Linked DNA regions of Triticum aestivum: region 1 is linked to region 2. Evidence: chromatin contacts called from public Hi-C data. All regions are on one chromosome and are shown on one strand. Each heading gives the region's core, a stretch centred on a gene start, on an enhancer-like site or on the middle of the called end of the contact. The rest is flanking DNA. Distances are from core to core; before and after follow the strand shown. Region 1 has its middle 18 kb from the start of LOC123121573. Region 2 has its middle 130 kb from the start of LOC123121572.

The links. Hi-C and Micro-C count contacts between places; a contact is called where the count stands out from the background.
Region 1: a Hi-C map of an unstated tissue shows a contact between it and region 2, with 7 times the contacts expected there. The contact joins two enhancer-like sites. A contact is called at or near these places in 3 of 5 Hi-C or Micro-C datasets (leaf and an unstated tissue) and 1 of 1 datasets of contacts at active chromatin or transcription factors (leaf).

Annotation. Positions count from the first base shown.
Region 1 is chr5D:336,087,250-336,092,915 of IWGSC CS RefSeq v2.1, forward strand. No RefSeq gene overlaps it. Among protein-coding and RNA genes, the nearest start is that of LOC123121573, 18 kb to the left of the region's middle. Within about 2 kb of position 3,637, at least 6 of the 8 cell types and tissues checked have an H3K27ac peak or open chromatin away from gene starts, as enhancers often do.
Region 2 is chr5D:335,935,117-335,940,590 of IWGSC CS RefSeq v2.1, forward strand. No RefSeq gene overlaps it. Among protein-coding and RNA genes, the nearest start is that of LOC123121572, 130 kb to the left of the region's middle. Within about 2 kb of position 1,750, at least 1 of the 8 cell types and tissues checked has an H3K27ac peak or open chromatin away from gene starts, as enhancers often do.

The sequences.
Region 1 (5,666 bases), core at 2,387-4,886, 150 kb after region 2:
CTATTTTGTTCTGCATTCCCTGCATCTAATTCCTTGCAAATTCTTCAATTAATTCCTTGAAAATCTTTGTGAGATCTTGTTTGCCTAGTGAGCTGAGGCGACGAGTGTTCTCTCTGTGTTGAACTCGGTCACACCGGTATGGCATTTTCGGTCAAACCGACACCCTTCGGTGCTACCGAAGTAAACAAGTCGGTGTCACCGATTTCTACGCAGAAAAGACCATTTGCCACTTGTTCCTACATTTTTATTCCAGCTCCAGTCGATGATCCCTGTCCTCTACTAGCATCACACTCTATATGCTGCTTTGCTCTGTGACTCAAGGACCAAACCTATTTTGACTCACACTCAATAAGAACCCTTCTTGGAAATTGATGTCAAAGGGGGAGAGAGAGATCACATCAAAGCTTAATTCTTCAAAAGGGGGAAGAGAGAATACTTCAAATAGGAAGGAAGAGAGAAATCACATAAAAGCCCTAGATGCTTGGTATTCAAAGAGGAGAGAAGTCACATGTCTTTAGAGGGGAAAAGGCATGTTCATGTTTGCTTATTTGGTTTGCTCTGATTTTCTGTTCCCTATCTTCTCCCAGTATCCCATACAAGATTCAGGGGGAGCAAGACATCTAAGGGAGGGAAGAAAATCTTCAAATTCATTGCGTATCTTTACCTTCTGGGGACATGTCTATATCTAATAGAGTGTCCAGTGCTCACACTCTACATATCATCCCAATCTTGGTACTCTTGTGGTTCCTTTTGTTTGCTCTGGCTAGTAGATGTATCTGTGTTATCTAACCTTGTTTACTCAGGTTCATCCCTTTCTAAGCCAACTCAAGACCACAAGGTAAGTATATGCATCACACTCATGTGCATGAGGATTTCTTGCTGATGTACATACTGTTTGCAAGAAGGACTCATGAGCATTAAGGTACATTTCCTATACTTACATCATTTGCTCTGATGCATATAGCCAAGATACATGTAACACATTGCTTACTCTGTCATGCTTATGCATTCACATGCTCTTATATTCCATATTTACATGATTGCATACATATAGGGGGAGCCTATGCATGTTACATGTCTTTCCAAAGCTTTACTTGTTATTCTCTATATCTTTATCTAAAGCTTTGATGTATGTTGTCATCAATTACCAAAAATGGGGAGATTGAAAACACAAGTGCTCCCTGGGTGATTTTGGTAATTAATGTCAACATATTTCTTGTTGGACTAATGTTTTCATCTAGTATGTTTCAGATAAGTTCAACAATGGAGTGGCATGGACTAGAGGATGTGGAACCCCTTCAAGATGATAAGGACAAAGGATTGGCTCAAGCTCAAAGCTCAGGACTCTACATTTTCTATTTTAGTGATCCAAGATCACATTGAGTCCATAGGAAAGCCAATACTATTAAGAGGGGATGAGGTGTTGCTTAATGGCTTGCTTGCTCAAAGTGCTTAGTGATATGCTCCAAAGCCCTCAACCACTTTCTCACATCCACATATGTCCCAAACCAAAAGTCAAACTCGGCCCCACCGAAACTTTCTATCCGGCGCCACCGAGTTCTCTTGACATAGCCACTGCCAGAAACCCTAATCAATTCGGTCTCACCGATGGGATCTCGGTCTCACCGAGATGGGCTTGCAAACTCTCTGTTGCCTATTGCATTAATTTCGGTCTCACCAAAATATGAAATCGGTCCCATCGAGTTTGCTTGGCCAACTCTCTGTTTTTCTTATTACCCAAATCGGTCCCACCGAGTTTGTGTAATCGGTCCAACTGAGATAAGGCTTTACCCTAACCCTAGCACATCGGTCCCACCGAGTTGATCATGTCGGTCCCACCGAAATGCCTAACGGTCACATTATGAACCAAATCGGTCCGACCGAGTTTTATAATTCGGTCCCACCGAGTTTGGTGATTTGTGTGTAACGGTTAGATTTTGTGTGGAGGCTATATATACCCCTCCACCCACTCTTCATTCGTGGAGAGAGCCATCAGAACATGCCTACACTTCCAACATACATTTTCTGAGAGAGAACCACCTACAGTTGTGTTGAGGTCAAGATATTCCATTCCAACCACATAAATCTTGATCTCTAGCCTTCCCCAAGTTGCTTTCCACTCAAATCATCTTTCTACCAAATCCAATCCTATGAGAGAGAGTTGAGTGTTGGGGAGACTATCATTTGAAGCACAAGAGCAAGGAGTTCATCATCAACACACCATCTATTACCTTTTGGAGAGTGGTGTCTCCTAGATTGGCTAGGTGTCACTTGGGAGCCTCCGTCAAGATTGTGGAGTTGAACCAAGGAGTTTGTACGGGCAAGGAGATCGCCTACTTCGTGAAGATCTACCCTAGTGAGGCAAGTCCTTCGTGGGCGATGGCCATGGTGGGATAGACAAGGTTGCTTCTTCGTGGACCCTTCGTGGGTGGAGCCCTCCGTGGACTCGCGCAACCGTTACCCTTCGTGGGTTGAAGTCTCCATCAACGTGGATGTACGATAGCACCACCTATCGGAACCACGGATAAAAAATCTCCGTGTCTCCAATTGTGTTTGCACACTCCAATCCCATCCCTTTACATTCTTGCAACTTGCATGATTTACTTTCCGCTGCTCATATACTCTTGTCATGCTTGCTTGATATGTATTGTGAATGTTTGAATTTGTGCTAAAACTCCACTTCAACTTAAAGAATTTAAAAACTGCAACTTTTCTTGCTAAGAGTCTATTCAGCCCCCTCTAGACACCTCTTCTCGATCCTTTCAACGGGCAGGAGCGCGCGGGCGGCGGCCGTTTTTATTTTCTTTTTTATGTTTAATTATGGCACTAAGTTGGACGTGAAACTGGCCGTTTTGTGGCCATGACCCTAACTTAAGTTTTAAGTTTTTTTAAATGCGTTTATTTATTTTTTAAAGTCATTTTATTTAAGTTTTTATGTTTTTTAATCACGTCCAACACGGACAAGATTTGGGATGCGGCCGCGCGCTGGGCGCACCCACGACCCATCGGACAGACGCGGACATGGGCGAACCCATTGCCGCCTCAAAGGGACAAAATCCGGCCAAACCGGACGTCTGTTTGGGGTCGTGCGGTGGAGTTGGCCTAACGCAACGACGATGTCTGCGGACGGCCGAAGAGCTCTCCCGTCGTCTTGTCCCCCCCTCGCGGCCTTCTCGATGGTTGTTGACCGTGCCACCGTGGCATCTGGGCTGGCCCGGTGTTTTTGTTCGATATACTTCCACCGGTTCTTTTTAGTCTTTTTTTTAAGTTTGTTTCTTTTTAGTTCGCGTATATGTTTTGTCCGAAGTTAAAGTATATCTACTTTGACCAAATTTATAGAAAAAAGTATCAACATTCAGAATGCCAAATCAATATTGTTAAATTCATTATGTTTCATAGTATATTTTGTATTGCAGATGTTGATATTTTTTAATATAAATTTGGTCAAAATTTATAAAGTTTGACTTGACAAAAATCGAATACGCTAAGTAAAAAGACCAAAGGGAGTATGGTCTGTGAGCCGTGTTTGATATCTAACATATAAAGCCTCGAGAAGTGTTAGGCACAGCCGATGCCTCGAGAGCATGGCACCACGCGAGACGAAAAAGACCACCGCACCGCGCCCGCGCGTGGGGGGCGCAGTGCACCACGCGACCGAAAAAACCACCTCACCGCGCTCAACGTGCAGGCCCCGCACCCGTCCGCTTTCTCCTCCAGTGAATCGAGCGGGCAGCGAGCGACAGTGAAAGAAACGCTCCCCACGCGCACGAACCCTAGCCGCCGCTCTCCTCCCCCGCGACCCCCAACCACCACCGCTCCTCTCTCCTCTGCCTGGACTCCCAGCCACCCAACCCAAACTCCGGTGGCCTCCTCTCCCTCCAGCGCCGCCGCTCCACCCTCACCTTCCTTCGTCTCCAAAGGAAGGGAAGGGAAGGGGAGGGGAGGCCCAGATCGAGCGGAGCGACGCCCAGATCCGCAGCGGCACCGGCACCAGCGCGCTGTCGTCCACCCGGTCCTCAAGGAAGGCCATGGATGGGGGCGGAACCCTAGCCGGCGACTCCTTTTCGTGGCCGCCAAATCCTTCCCTGGAGCTGCACCGTCATCCATCTCTCTACATGTTTCTCGATTCGCTGTCGCCGCGCGTTGTGCTTCTGGATCACGTGCAAGTCATTGCCATTGGAGAGCAGGGGTGGCGTGGTATTTATGGTGGGCATGGAGCAGGGGAGGATGAGGGGTGGCCATGAGGTAAGGAGCAGCAAGGTCTCATCTTCTTCCCCAGTTTTTACTCCTAGATTTATGGGTTTTTTCTAAACACATGTGTGCAGATCTGAGAGAAAAGGAGAAGGGGATGAATCTTGAGGAAGATCTTGGTGAAGAAAAAGGTGATCTCTCTCTCTCTCTCTCTCTCTCTCTCTTTCTCTCAAGGTAGTCATGTTCATTTGTTCTACACGGGGCTATGTTATTTTGGTGTGCCAGAGAGTAGTTATTGTCAGAAGATTGCATTCTTCATGTGTTACATATGTCTTCTTCTTTAAACAATGCTCTTCAATTTCTGGATTTGGTGCAAGTTCAAGGTCATGTTTTTACACCCTAATTGGTTATATTTTGTACACCAACTTGTTCGTTTAGTGGTGGTTCGTTACCTGGTTTACTTTTCTTCTGTTGGCATACTCATTGAATTTTTACGACAGTAAATGATCTATTTTAGTCCACTTTCATCGATTTGTATTGCTGCTATTTCTCATGGGATATTCAGGAGTTGTGAACACATATTTTGTAGGTGTTCCTAATGGCAATGGTGGTATAATCAGCAATGAGAAAGAAGGAACTGTGATTGGATTTGTACTAGGTATATTCCTCATCTCTCTCAGTTCATGGTCCAATCATCACCCTGATGTAACTGCTTCTTCGCAACTGATTGTTTAGATTCTTGTTAGGCTGACCACTAATTAAACTATTTGTCCCCTTGTTATAGCTAATCATCTATCTTGTGATCGGTCGGCTGCTGCGTATGGTGGCAGCCACACATGATAGTGAATGGAATCTAATCCGTAGTAAAGTTAGTGCTAAATCGTAGGTGTGTATATTCAGGTTCAGTACACTTGAGCAATTTTGTGAGGATATGTAGCTAAAATTTCCAGTTTTTCCTTTCGTAGTTGCAGCAGTTTTTCTGTACCAACTGCTTCCTCTTATTAGTAATTTCACGTTAGAGGAGAAGGTTTAGTTTACTTTTCTTAGGTTGTGAATTCCACAAACTTTGGTATGTGCATTTGGGCTTATGAAGTTTGACAAAGCAGGCAAGGCAAACAAAACTGCTGCACCAGAAGAACCTGTGCTCCAGTCTGACGAAGCAGCCAGGCTGTATATACACATCTTTGCTTCCTGATCCGTTTTGTCACCCTTGATGGTCAGGCTGATGCTTCTTCGCTTGATGCTGAAGAAAAGGATGATCATATTAAGATCCCCAAGAACAACAGGTGCTGCATCTTCTCTTGTATCTTTATCTGTGTACTTTAAATTCACATGGACAGTCGAATTGTCTGTATATACACACCTTGAAATTAAGAAACTCTGGTGGTGCAAAGGGAGTTAGGACAGGGAAGAAATCAAAGCAGTGACTGCTTTGCACTAGCTGTACAGGGACCGAAAGCCTATAGGTATAGCAA
Region 2 (5,474 bases), core at 500-2,999:
ACTTGTGGATGAGAAAATAGCAACATATATTTAAATGAAAGTTGATATGTACTTAAAAGGGGGAAAATAAAAAACAAAACAAAAATGTATAAGAACCAAAAGAAAACTAAAATAAACCGATTAAAAACATTAGAGAAACATACAGAATAGTGAAAAATCAGAAGAAAAAGGACAAAATCATATGAAAGGTTCTAAAACCGGTTTTTACCAATATGTAAAATATTCCCAAAATTGCCATACTGTACTGGCTTGCTAAGGCAAGCGTTTCATGCGAGACGGAGGTTGGTCCCTTTTTTTTACTATTGTATCCAGGCATGCCCCCTTTTCGTATCTATAATGCAAACCATCTCTTTGTCGCTAACACCGATAATGCCCCTTTCCTTTAATACTACCTTCGAGAAATTTCTCTCGTGTCCCTGTAGTGATAAGAGCACATTCTCCAACGGCTTTGAAGCCGAGGCAGCCATCCTCTTGCCAATCCTAAAACATAAGAAAGAAAATCCCTGCCTTCATTGGTACATAGCCCCCGCTTCGTTTGAGTCCTTTTCATATTAGACTTCTGGGCCGAATGCAGGCCTAATAGTTCGTAATGGGCCGAAAGAGAGAAAAAACGATTGAGAAAATGAGAAACAATGCGATTTCCTTCACACGTTGCGTTGCAGTTCACACACACAGGTCACCGTGAGAGGTTTTACTCGAAAAAAAGAAGGGTCACCGTGAGAGGTAATCATTCTCTCTGACAGAGCAGCCATGAGCACAAGACCGAATATTCACGGATAGAACCTTGCTATGCGTACGACGAGTTTTCTGCCCTACGACTAGAGATAATTATAAATAGTTCAGTTTGTGGGCCATAGTATCTACAGATGATTTTGCTCTCTGGTCATACCGTTCGGACGAGAAAAGCATCGTATGCAAAGCAGTTTCGTCACGGATACACACAGGATCAGAATATTTGCAGAGCCGCATTGTGGGCTGCACCCGACCTGCAGTCGGCAGTTTTCTTGCTTTGCAGCCTAGCCTAGTGCTCCGCTGCTCGCTACGGCTCGTCTCTCGTCGTCTGGTCTGACCGAGCAGGCAGGCAGGTGAATCATTACGACTCAGGCCGCACAATCCCGGTGCCAACAATTCCCTCGCCTCTGCCTGCCTCGATCGTGCGGCCGGCGCAGGGGCGAGACGATCAATCATCAAGCAAATTATTCGCCGGCGGCACTGCACCGCACCGCACCGCACCCAGCCGATCGATGAATTCAGCAGAGGGTCATCGATGCTTGGTGATGGAGTGGCGTGGGCTTTTTCTTGGATTCTGCACTGTGCAGCAGATGCGAACAAAACGGGCTAGCAGAGGGCCCAATCATTCAGTGTGCGAGATACCCCACCCAAAAATATAAGAAATTTCATCTCGCGGGATGGTGCTGCCGCGCCTTTTGAACGAGAGCGAGGATGGCGCCGTGGCGGCCGGGGACGGCGATACGCGGCGGTCCTGCCCTGCCCGGCTGAGTTGGTTCTAGGGTGATGATTCTTCCCCTTTCCTTTTTGGACGGAGTCACAGTCAGGTCAGGTCGGGGTGATGATTCTTGGCTTGGCTGGAGCGATGCAGGTTGATGCATGGACCATCGTCCATGTGTGCCTGGCAGATTCAGAGATTTCCATGATGAGCAAGACCTGATCGAGTGATCGATCATCCAGCTGAAGGCGCATCCCCCCACTGATGACTGATGAGATGCTCGCTCTGCTGGACCATCGGCCCACACATGACCACCGAACCATGGATGATAGTAGTACCGGTTATGAAGTAAGTATGAACGGATGCGGCCATGCGGGTGCGTGATTGATTGGGTTCAGGTTCACGTCGTCCATGACACGACACGGCGTCGGGCAGGGCTGGACAAGACCGAACGACCGGCCGAAGCGACATCAACCTTGACCGTTTCTCTCCGCCGGCCCGGGGAGCGCAGGCAGCGACGACGACCCGGTGTACGTGAAGCGCCGGCCTGCACTCGGGGCAGGCAGGCTGCCACGGCACGAAAAGCAGGGCAGGCGCCCTGGGCCGCGCTGCAGCCCCCGTCAATGCGTAAAGGGATCCTATGTCTCGACCTAGCTGCGCTCGCTGCTGCCTCTTGAGACGGACTCGATCGTCCGGCCCCAGCGCGCCAGCAAAAAACTGCTCTGCATGCATGCAGTTGGTGGCTGTTTTGTTTTGTACGTAGCCCGATCATTAGCTAGCGGCCGGCCTAGTGCAGTGCGTGACAGCCGAGAAAAGCGAAAACTAGCTCGTTCAAGCCTTTGGCTCTCTGGTCACGGTCTTCGGACACTTGAAGCTAGTGCTACGTAGCATACTAGCATGAGACCTTTTTCCTCCTTTTTACCCGATCGGATCAGTGGATCATGTGCCAGAGGGAAGATCCAGGGGGAGTTGTTAGCTGGCAGATTGCTCATGAGATCTTTGACGGCTAGCTCATGAGGTCTGCTTGCTACAGAAATGGAGCAGCTTTGAGACAACTTATAAAACAACTAATGGAACGAACAGCTAATGCTACGTGGTCGTACCAGTACTATGTGCCCACACTATGGAGTAGTAGTACCTCGAGGAGAATCATGGGATGCCCTCTGCGTCTCCCTGCGTGCATGCCATGGTTTTGGCTGCCGCCGATCATCATGTAGGACTCGAATCGTGCAGTGTTTCAGAGAGCCGATAAGTACCCTAGGAGATGATGCAGTCAGTGAGAATTGCACTCCCCTGCGCTGCAAACGCAGCGAGCCGCGCTAGCGCGCTACTCTTCCTTTATGAGCCATGAGGCGCCTATCGGCAAGGCTTGGAAAAGCCTTAAGTTTAGGCTCCCTTCCAGGTAATCACGCGGATGCCTTGGATCGAGGAGCGTCAAGGTTCACTACTCGAAAATGTGGACCGGACCTCGTTAATACTATGTGCAGTGGACCCTGCTCTGTATACTGCACTCTCTTTTCAACGGTTCTGTATACCGTACTCCGTGCCCTCCATGGTGTACTATTTTGTTTATTCCCCACAGATGGCGACCGAGATACAGTACTCCCTTGTTTCTTTTTACTCTACATATAAGATTTGGTCAAAGTCAAACCTTGTTAACTTTGACTAAGTTTATAAAAAAAAATCAAGATTCACATTATGAAATCAATATTATTAGATGCATCATGAAATTAATTTTCATATCATATAGCTTTGGTATTGTAGATGTTGATATTTTTTCTATAAAGTTGATCAAACTTTATAAAGTTTGACTTTGACCAAGTCTTATATGCAGACTAAAAAGAAACGGAGGGAGTACATTCTTCAACATGGTCAACAGTTAAACTTCTCAACTCTATCGGCGAGTAACCTGTCAATCATACTACGGCTACAATACAATAGGTTGATGGCGTAGGAACTAGAAGTTGTACGAAAATTTGATAGGATGACACTTGTCATCATCTTAAAAATCTTGAGATGAATCATAAGAAACGAGAGTGGTACGTGGTACTATATCTTAACTGGGAGGGGAACGTTTGAAACCTATGGGTAGGTGCATCTGTTTTGCAAAAACAAATTAATAAGAGTTAATTACGCTATTAGTACACAAACTTGCACGGTGCGTATAAATTCATACATAAAGTTGAAAAATGACACAAATTAACCCTAAAACTTGTGTTTGAGGTACACTTACATACATTTCCGTAAGTGACAGTTAACTTACTGCTAACTTTGCCTACGTGGCACACCAGCGAGGCCAGGCCCGCACTCTCTTATTTGTGGGTCCCACCTATAAGTGAGAAAGAGAAAGAAAAAAAGAATAATGTAGCACTGTTGCTGCCTAAACTCGATCTCAAAAGCTCCCGCATAGGGGGTGTTGCACAAGCCAATGAGCCGCTTTCTGTTTGCTTAGTTGCATTTAGATACACATGTTTATATATCTTAGGAAAGGTCTGGAACAAAAGATTTTCACATTCTATTATTTGAACCGGCAGAATTGTTTTATCTACGTTCAAGAATTTGTTTCTTTGTATTCTACTATTGAACGAGTTTGAACCATCTGAATAGACTTTTTTTTTGTAAACCGGGGTAAAAACCAGGGCGCTGAATAAGCCATACGCGTGCAGATAAATTATAATAGAAGTTAGTCCACATGGATTTTGATACGATCCTAGGTCGTTACAGTAATCGCCTTCAGGTTTGGCCCAATAACCATCACGCCCAAGATACCATATTATTGTCTAAAAAAATTATTTATAGAAAATATTTTCTAAAAAATAATAATTATAGAAACTGGTGGTATTTGATTTCTTTTTATTTAGTGCCTAGAAACAAGTTGATTGACCAGTTGACCGGTGGTCTGACCGGTAAATATCTGAACCGAAAGGCTAGTCGGCTCGGTTTCCAAAATTATGGGAGAAGAAACGAAAAGCTCTGGAAGTGATATAGACATAGGTACCTACTTCTACTTCTCACGTCAGCTGCAGTTGCTGCGCAATTTTATTTTTCTATTTATTCTTCTTTTGCAACTTACAGGTCGGACCCACAAATAAGAGAGTGCGGGCCCGGCCTCGCTGGCATGCCACATAGGCAAAGTTAACTGAGAGTTAACATCCACTAACGAAAATGTATTTAAATGTACCCCAAACACAAGTTATAGGGCTAATTTGTGTCATTTTACAACTTTATGTATGAATTTGTACACACCGTGCAAGTTTATGTATTAATAGTGTAATTAACTCAATTAATAATTCTAAAATTGGTTCTGGTTTTCGTTCGATTTTTCCTAATTAATCGAGCAACTCTTTTCTTCTTAATGAATGCAAAAATCCTGCCATTTTGAAAGAAAAAATGGTGAAAAATTCCTGATTTTTTTGGCAATATTAAAATTTTCCTAGTTCATTGTAATCCATGCTTCATGAGATACATATACTATGGTGGTTGTGAACTTGTCATACATCTATGGATGTCAATCTTGGACTTTGTCACGTATGTTGGTTTTTTTTCATGAATATACTAAGTAGTGTATCATTTCATTGATGGGAGGATAGAAAAGTACGGGTTGCAGCTCTCATAGACGTGCATGAAACGGCGTCCGAGAGGGTGCATGTGTATGTAGTTGTATGCACGTGTATGTGTTGTATGTGAATGTTTGCATGTGGGTTGTATGCAAATGTGGGCATGTGTTGTATATAAGTAATGACGTGTGCATAGTGGTTGTCGTGAGATGCGGTTAAACAGAGGAAACAAGTGCATAGCGGTCCTCTCGCACATGGGTAATAGAGTACAGGTGGCTGTGATGTAGAAACGCCGCCATTAGGTTGATGAATGTATGCGATGTGACCTTCGCATGAGCGATATGTCAGTAGCAACGTCGTTGCTCGTGAGATTATCGCTAGGCTCGACGCCGCCCAGGACTTTCGGCCGCTCAGCCACGACGAGGCTTGGCTGCGGCGGAAGCTTAAGTGCTCCTACCTTGGGCTGGCCT